2 separate regions of the Mus musculus genome follow, and region 2 is linked to region 1. A link is a contact called in public Hi-C data. All regions are on one chromosome and are shown on one strand. Each heading gives the region's core, a stretch centred on a gene start, on an enhancer-like site or on the middle of the called end of the contact. The rest is flanking DNA. Distances are from core to core; before and after follow the strand shown. Region 1 overlaps Ptk2b (PTK2 protein tyrosine kinase 2 beta). Region 2 overlaps Ptk2b (PTK2 protein tyrosine kinase 2 beta).

The links. A called contact is a pair of places that touch in the nucleus more often than the background predicts.
Region 2: a Hi-C map of forebrain shows a contact between it and region 1, with 2.3 times the contacts expected there. The contact joins two enhancer-like sites. A contact is called at or near these places in 2 of 15 datasets of contacts at CTCF or cohesin (CD8 T cells and the NIH/3T3 cell line), 6 of 484 Hi-C or Micro-C datasets (the G1E-ER4 cell line, bone marrow-derived macrophages, cortical neurons and 3 more), 14 of 115 datasets of contacts at active chromatin or transcription factors (CD8 T cells, the HPC-7 cell line, bone marrow-derived macrophages and 8 more) and 3 of 9 other capture datasets (adipose tissue, liver and pancreatic islet).

What each region holds. Positions count from the first base shown.
Region 1 is chr14:66,159,259-66,162,615 of GRCm38.p6, forward strand. The region is part of intron 24 of Ptk2b (PTK2 protein tyrosine kinase 2 beta); the gene reads right to left. Among named protein-coding and RNA genes, the nearest start is that of Gm52098, 18 kb to the right of the region's middle. Within about 2 kb of position 2,058, at least 13 of the 459 cell types and tissues checked have an H3K27ac peak or open chromatin away from gene starts, as enhancers often do. A contact at or near this core is called in cortical neurons and forebrain, where this site is marked.
Region 2 is chr14:66,259,193-66,262,489 of GRCm38.p6, forward strand. All of the region lies in intron 1 of Ptk2b (PTK2 protein tyrosine kinase 2 beta), which reads right to left. Among named protein-coding and RNA genes, the nearest start is that of Ptk2b, 20 kb to the right of the region's middle. Within about 2 kb of position 1,434, at least 88 of the 459 cell types and tissues checked have an H3K27ac peak or open chromatin away from gene starts, as enhancers often do. A contact at or near this core is called in cortical neurons and forebrain, where this site is marked.

The DNA.
Region 1 (3,357 bases), core at 808-3,307:
CTAACCCTGGTCTTTACATACCAGTGAGGCTTTGGACTTTATTCTTAGTTTTGTTTCTTAAGTGGGTGTTGGTGTTTTCCTATTTACCTCAGTCTTTCCAGGGTGCATTTACAAAATTATTTTCTCAGTCCCCCCTAAACCCTTGCCTTTCATCTACTGTGATGGATCACCTTGCCTTGGGTTGACTGGAGGAAGAAAGTTGTGTGTATCTTCTTGATTGGGAAACATTTGTCAGTGACAGAGTCCTCTTGTGAAGTCCTGTTTGGCTTGAGTGTGGCCCCCTAAGATTTGTGTGTCGGGAATTTGACTTCCAGGGCAACAGTGTTGAGAGGTGGGGTGACTTGGAGGTCATGGAGGCACTGACTTCATGAACAAGTTAACAAACATGTGGACTCCTGAAAGAAGGGAGAGTTTGCCTCTCTGTTGTCATTCTGTGTTCTCCCTTAACCACATGGTGTCTTCTGCCAAGTTAGGAAACAGCAGGAAGGCCCTTGCTAGAGGTGGCCCTTGATCGTGGCCTTCTCAGTCCCCCAAACTGGAAGTAATGACCTTCTGTCCAGTAAAAAGCACCCAGCCTCAGGTATCCCATTACAGAAGCACACAACAAGTCAACATGGTCCCTTCCCTTTTATGTGCCAGTTTATAGGGTGCTCAAAGAAAATGTTAAAAAAAAAGTCATATCTACTTTTAACAAGTCATGTCTCTGCCAGGCCTCTGAAAAGTTTCCCACTAAGCTCCATAAAACAGGCTTGATCATTACACTATAGCTTTAAAATAGTTGAATTGGAGTACACTGCCCATCATTAATATAGATTCAAGTCTCGGTGTTTATTTCTTATAATATTCTTCATCCAATCCATTCAGCAACTATTGGTTAAGCAGCTACTGTGTGGTAGGCATAAAGCTGGATGCTGGAAGAACAGCAGTTTTAAAAACCACGTGTTTCTGTTTTCATAGGGCTAAATGACTAATATAAAGAGTTATTTATGCCCCTAACACAATGCTATCTACAATGGTATGATGGGCCAGGAGGTCTTCAGTGGAGCCCAGTGGGTGCCTGTCCATGTTCTTAGCACTAAAAACTAAACTCACTAAACCTCTTTTCTGTGTGAAGCACTTAGCCACAGGTATTTTGTTATAGAAGCAAAATAACAGACTAAGACACAAATGTCCCAAAAAATGAAGGTAAGCATTTTAAAGTTAAAAATATCCCCAGTTAAACTCAATGCAGGTCTATGGTCACCTTGGGCTTTTAATAAATGGTAGAACTAAGTGTCAAAAGTTTTCAATTCAGGGTCAGAAATATAAAAGAAAATATAGAGACCGAGGAATATTAAATACTGATAGGACAAGTTACTGGACTCCAAAATCTTCTATATAGTTTTGTCATAAGAGATTGCCACAGGTTATACGTGATGTATACCCCAGGCTTGACCTTGGCAAATATTTATTAGCAAACAAATGCTAGAAAGCTTGTTCTGATGACTTCTAATTACATAATAAAACTAAAGGATAAAGGTAGAGGCTTTCTGCTTTATTCTTAATCTGTGTATGTATGTGCACACGTGCATGTATGTGTGTTGGTGTGTGTTGTGGGAGCATGTGTGTGTGGCAGCTGGAGGCTGAGACAGGCATCTTCCTCAACTGTTTTTCACGCCCTTGGAGCATGGTATCTCCCTCAGCTGAACTGACAACTCACTGGTACGGATTAATCAACCTGGCCACCTCGCTCCCAGAATTCTCGGTTCCTAGGAACTGGAATTACAGGTGAACCAGCATGCTGACCCAGCGTTTAGGTGAGTGGGAGGATCCAAACTCTGGTCTTCATGCTTGCACAGCAAGTGCCTCATCCTTGGAGCCATTGTCCCAGCTCCAGTAATTTCAATAATAACGTTTAAACCTTGAACTTCTTTACATTCTGGTATTCTCCCTAGGCAACCGACACCCACACTTCTTGGAAGGAATCGGGGATTTGCGTTACAGAATGGTGCTCCTGAGTTGTTTTCAGTAACTGCTGCCGCTCATCCTTCCTGCCTCATTTACACCTCCGCATAAAACCTTCCTTGTTCTAGCAAAACCATAGTCCCGCCCCCTTGCCTCATAGCAAAGCAGTGGCCCCACCCCTTACCCTATAGCTTTCTGCCACTTAGTCTTGGCTCCTATAGCAGCCTCTTCTTTGTACATCTCCCACATTCCAGTTTTGTCCCTTTCCAACGTTTCCCTAGGTGATACAGGTGAGTGTGCACCTGTGCCCTGAAGGCAAAGCCTCCTGGTTCCTCCTTCAGCACCTAGGACAGCACCCTGCTGCACCTCGTTATGGAATTGGGATATGGGGTGGGGGGATGACTATCATCATCCTTGTGCGACGTTCCACCGGACTCCCAGAGGAGCCACACTATACAGGAAATGATTTTGCCATCTCCGAATTTTTGTTAAATGCTTTCAGATGCTTCGTGGGAAAGCTGTTATCTCGTGAGCATGGCACTGGCAAGCGACTGTCTCACGTACACCATAAAATGGAGTTTATACTTTTTCTTTTTTATGTATTTAAAGAAGAACTCTTCATGTTCTTTCAGAGTTCCTTTATGACAGTCACTTCTAAACGCCTGCCACAAAAGACCTGCACAGCCTGTCTTTATGGAACTGAAAAAAGTCCTGGCAGTGAAACACAGCCCAGACAATGGCAGTGCTGCCCCCCACAGGCACTAAGCAGCCTCTTTCTGAAAGAACGAATGCAATTTTTTAAAAAAGCTCTCCAAAACTTAATAACTATGAATAAAGAGTCCAGGGCAGGGGTGGTGGTGAGCATTGCCTAAATTAGAGCACATGTTTAAAACTGTGGGTTAATTATGGTTAATCATACATGAAGACCGAAATTGGTGAAATTAATGTAAGAGAGAAAAACAGAGTGAGTTTGAAGAAATTTGACTTCATAACAGACCTCAGCTGCCTGGAATTCTAAATTATGCTCATTTCAAATTTTTGCTAAATTAAGAATAATAGCACAGAAGCATATTCAAATAATTGCCTACATTTCTCAAATGTGTTCTAACGAACATGTATTTTTTTTTCCCCACAAAAAGCTTTAGAGTTATGGATCTTGAGGCTGAAACGTATATACATATAGAGCAAGAGAGGAAACGGTGAGTATTTCAGTCTGTTTCATAACTTAGTAAAATATATCAAGTGCTTACAGCAACTTGATGTTGGGGGTGGACACCTGCTCACAAGCCAAGTGCTCAGCGCAGAAGACCTGACATTCTGGCCCAGGAAGCCTCCAGGGCTTCACTGGAGACAAAGAGGCTGCAGTGAGCTGGTTCATGAGCCTGTTTTCTTACCAGTCTCTATTCTTCATAC
Region 2 (3,297 bases), core at 184-2,683, 99 kb after region 1:
CTCAACTCAGCCTTGGTTAGCTTCTGACTCATTTGGTTTTTGTTCCCCAGCCAGAATTAGAAGAGGCCTGTAAAATGTTCTTAAAGTCCTAACTAGGTGCCACCTAGCCACCTTAATCATGGGGCCCAAGGAAAGAAAAGGTAGAAGTGTGGCTATAATTTATTCTGACAGCTTCGAGATAGAGCATCTTAAAAGGGTTTGATGTTGCCACCAAGGTCATCAAAGAATGGGTGACTGACATGTATCTGTTTCAGTCTTAGCTATCTTTTTCCATCTCACGGCAAAAACAAGACCAGATTTTTTTTCCCCAAGAAAATTCTTCTCTCAAAAATCTGTAAAGAGGCTCAGGGTGTGTAGAGTATATCAGTGCATTTATCTTCTTTGGGCCTTGCAAGCAGCTCTTCTAATAGACAGGTCAAGTCCTATACTCAAGGGTCCAATTCCAAGGTGAAGGAGAGAACGCATGGCTGTTGAGCCTGCTTTCCCAGCTGCCAAGCAGTGCAGCTCAGCTCTCCTCTGGTTTCTGCAGGACCCTGAGTCCTGAGACGCCAACCAGAAGCTGGGTTTGGCTTAAGAGACAGCAGGGCTAAAGGGCGCAGTCTCTGGGATTTCTTATCAAAAAGCGAATTATTATGACTTCACTGGAGATTCTTGGGTGTTGTGGATTAGCAGACGGCACAGCCAGCCAGAGAGTCTGAGCCTGAGCAGGTAGCTACCAATCTTGTCCCCAACTTGTGTGATGTCTGGTCCAGAGGTTGAATCAGGATGGGATGCATATACATGTAAGAGCAGAGAGAGGGGAAGGACATGAAGATCATGGGAAACTGAGACTGGAGTGTCTGAAAGACAAAGACTCTAGGCCAGTGGTTCTCAGCCTCTAGATCATGACTCCTCTGGGGGTTGCATATCAGATATATTGCATATCATATATTATGATTCATAACAGTCAGAAAAGTACAGTTATGAAGTAGCAACAAAATAATCCTGTTGTTGTTGGGGGAGGGGCTCACCACACCATGAGGAACTGCATTAAAGGGTCGCAGCATTAGGAAGGTTGAGAGCTACTGCTCTAGGCACAGGCAGAGCAATAGCTGACAGGTAAATGGTAGGGTGTAGAGAATCATCTCCAAATGGAAGAGGATGTGGGGAACACAGTGACTGGGGGCAGGGGTGCAGGCTTGGTGCAGGGAGGGCTGCGTGGGAGCAGAGAGGATTCTGCAAGCTGCCCTGACTGCATCAGAGGCATCCTGGGAACAAGTGCAAGCAGAGAGATCCGGCCCTTCAAGAACCACCTACCCACCCGCCCCCACAAAGATATTATCCAATGCCAAGTAAAAGCCAAACAACAACCAATGTGGGCCCCTGGATGGTGAGCACTGTATCTCAAGAGCAGAACGCTGGCCACCTCTGAAAGTTACCTTCCTGTAGCCGCAGAGAGAAATCAGGAGCTGTTTGTATTGTCTGCAGTGCTCCATGTACAATGCTGAGAGGTGTGATCACACTTCCTTTACTGGTTGCTAAGCATATTGTTACTAGGCAACGACACTGAGATGATGCACAAGGCTGAAGTTCTAGGAGCTGTGCATGCTGGAGAGCTGCATGCTGGGGAAGAGTGGGAAAGGGGAATGGGAAGAGAAGTGGGCTCTGTTGGTTTTCCTTTGATGGAGTGGTCTTGGCATAATCCTGTGTATGGTGGCACAGCCCCTTAATCCCTAAGCACTAAGGAGGCAGAAGGAGAAAGACTTCTGAGCTTGAGGCCAGCCTTTTCTACATAGTGAGTTTCAGTCAAGCAAAGGCTACATAGTGAGACCCTGTCCTGGGGGGTGGGGGTCATAGATAGTGTTTTGTCTACTTCCACTTCCAGCTATGACTTTCAAGGCAGTGGTAGAATCATTTCTCCAAAACATAGAGTAAGAGAGGCCATGCATTAGAAGACTCCCTTCATACAAGGAGGAAAGGAAGTGACTCTCTGTGCTGCACTTAGATAGGAGAAACTCTGGGGGATGGGGGTCCCCTGTCATTGAGGGTCATTGTATGCTTTATGGAAGTTCTAGCTCCAGGTGTCTGAGAGTGCAGCACAGCAAGGGGACCAGTCCTTTAGCAATAAGAGATGGTGTCATTGGAGGAAACCCATCTAATAGTTGGTGAGGTGGAGGAAAACATTCCCCTTAAGGAGAGAGTGTGTGAGTGGAGAGCAGTTTAGAGCAGCCTACCCCACGCTCTCCACAGTGACAGCCCTAGCCCATGTTTTTTCAACAATAAGAGACAACTACTCTCCCCCCCCCCCCACATCATCATGGAGCAGAAAGCAAAGTATCCCACTGGAATTGCTCCAAAGCGTCTCTTCCTTGAGCCCTTTCCCATCTACACACAGAACACGGGACTATCAAGGCTCAAGTCTACCAACGCATGTCATGGTTCCCTGTGTCCAAACTGACAACTTAATCACCCCACCCCACCCCAACTCCAGAGTGGCAGTGAGCTACACTTAATTGTATGTTGAATGGAATTTTATGAGATATGTGGGGACTTAATGAATGGCAGATGTTGTCTAAGTCACCCAGCCAGGGCTGAGAATGGATTTAAAAATTCCGTTCTCTGAGGGCTTCCTCGGAGACTGAGGGAGGAGAGTGTTTGCCTTCACTCAAGCTGTTGTGGCCTCTAGAGTTGGCACTTCTCTGACCCAGGTAAAAGGAGATCCAGGAGGGCTTCATGAAGGTGGTGTGGTAGGAAGAAGACAAGGATATCATCGGGTGGAGAAGAAGAAAGAGGCAATGAGACTACTTGGGATGACGAAACAGCTCCCTGGTCAAGGAACGAGCCATGAATAAGGCTTGAGAGACAACAGTGGCTCTTTGTAGCCTCTGACATGTCCTGCATTCTTTCAGTCCTCATGTGACTTCACGGCCCTGGGCCCCACATCAGTGCCTCCTGACTCACCTATCCAGGAAAATGACAGGCACATCAGAGGTTCCATTTCTTTGCCAGGCCTGGAATCACTTATGCATAACAGAATCTATCAACCTTCACCTGCCTTTTCGGTTGATGAGAAAGTCAATGGTGCAATCTTAGACAGGTTACCCAGGCCCACCATTAGAACATCAGCCTTGGAGTCCATGAAACACAAATACCCTCTCTTTGTACACCCCCAAACCCACCACACCATACCCCCGGCTTGGCTTGTCTTTTGAGGAACTAGAGCACTAGTCTCCCATGGTAAGCTACTCTGTCAGAATATTCCAGCTCTTCACTGACCAGGTAGCGCCTCCCCCCACCCCCATCTGCTGAGTCAGAGTT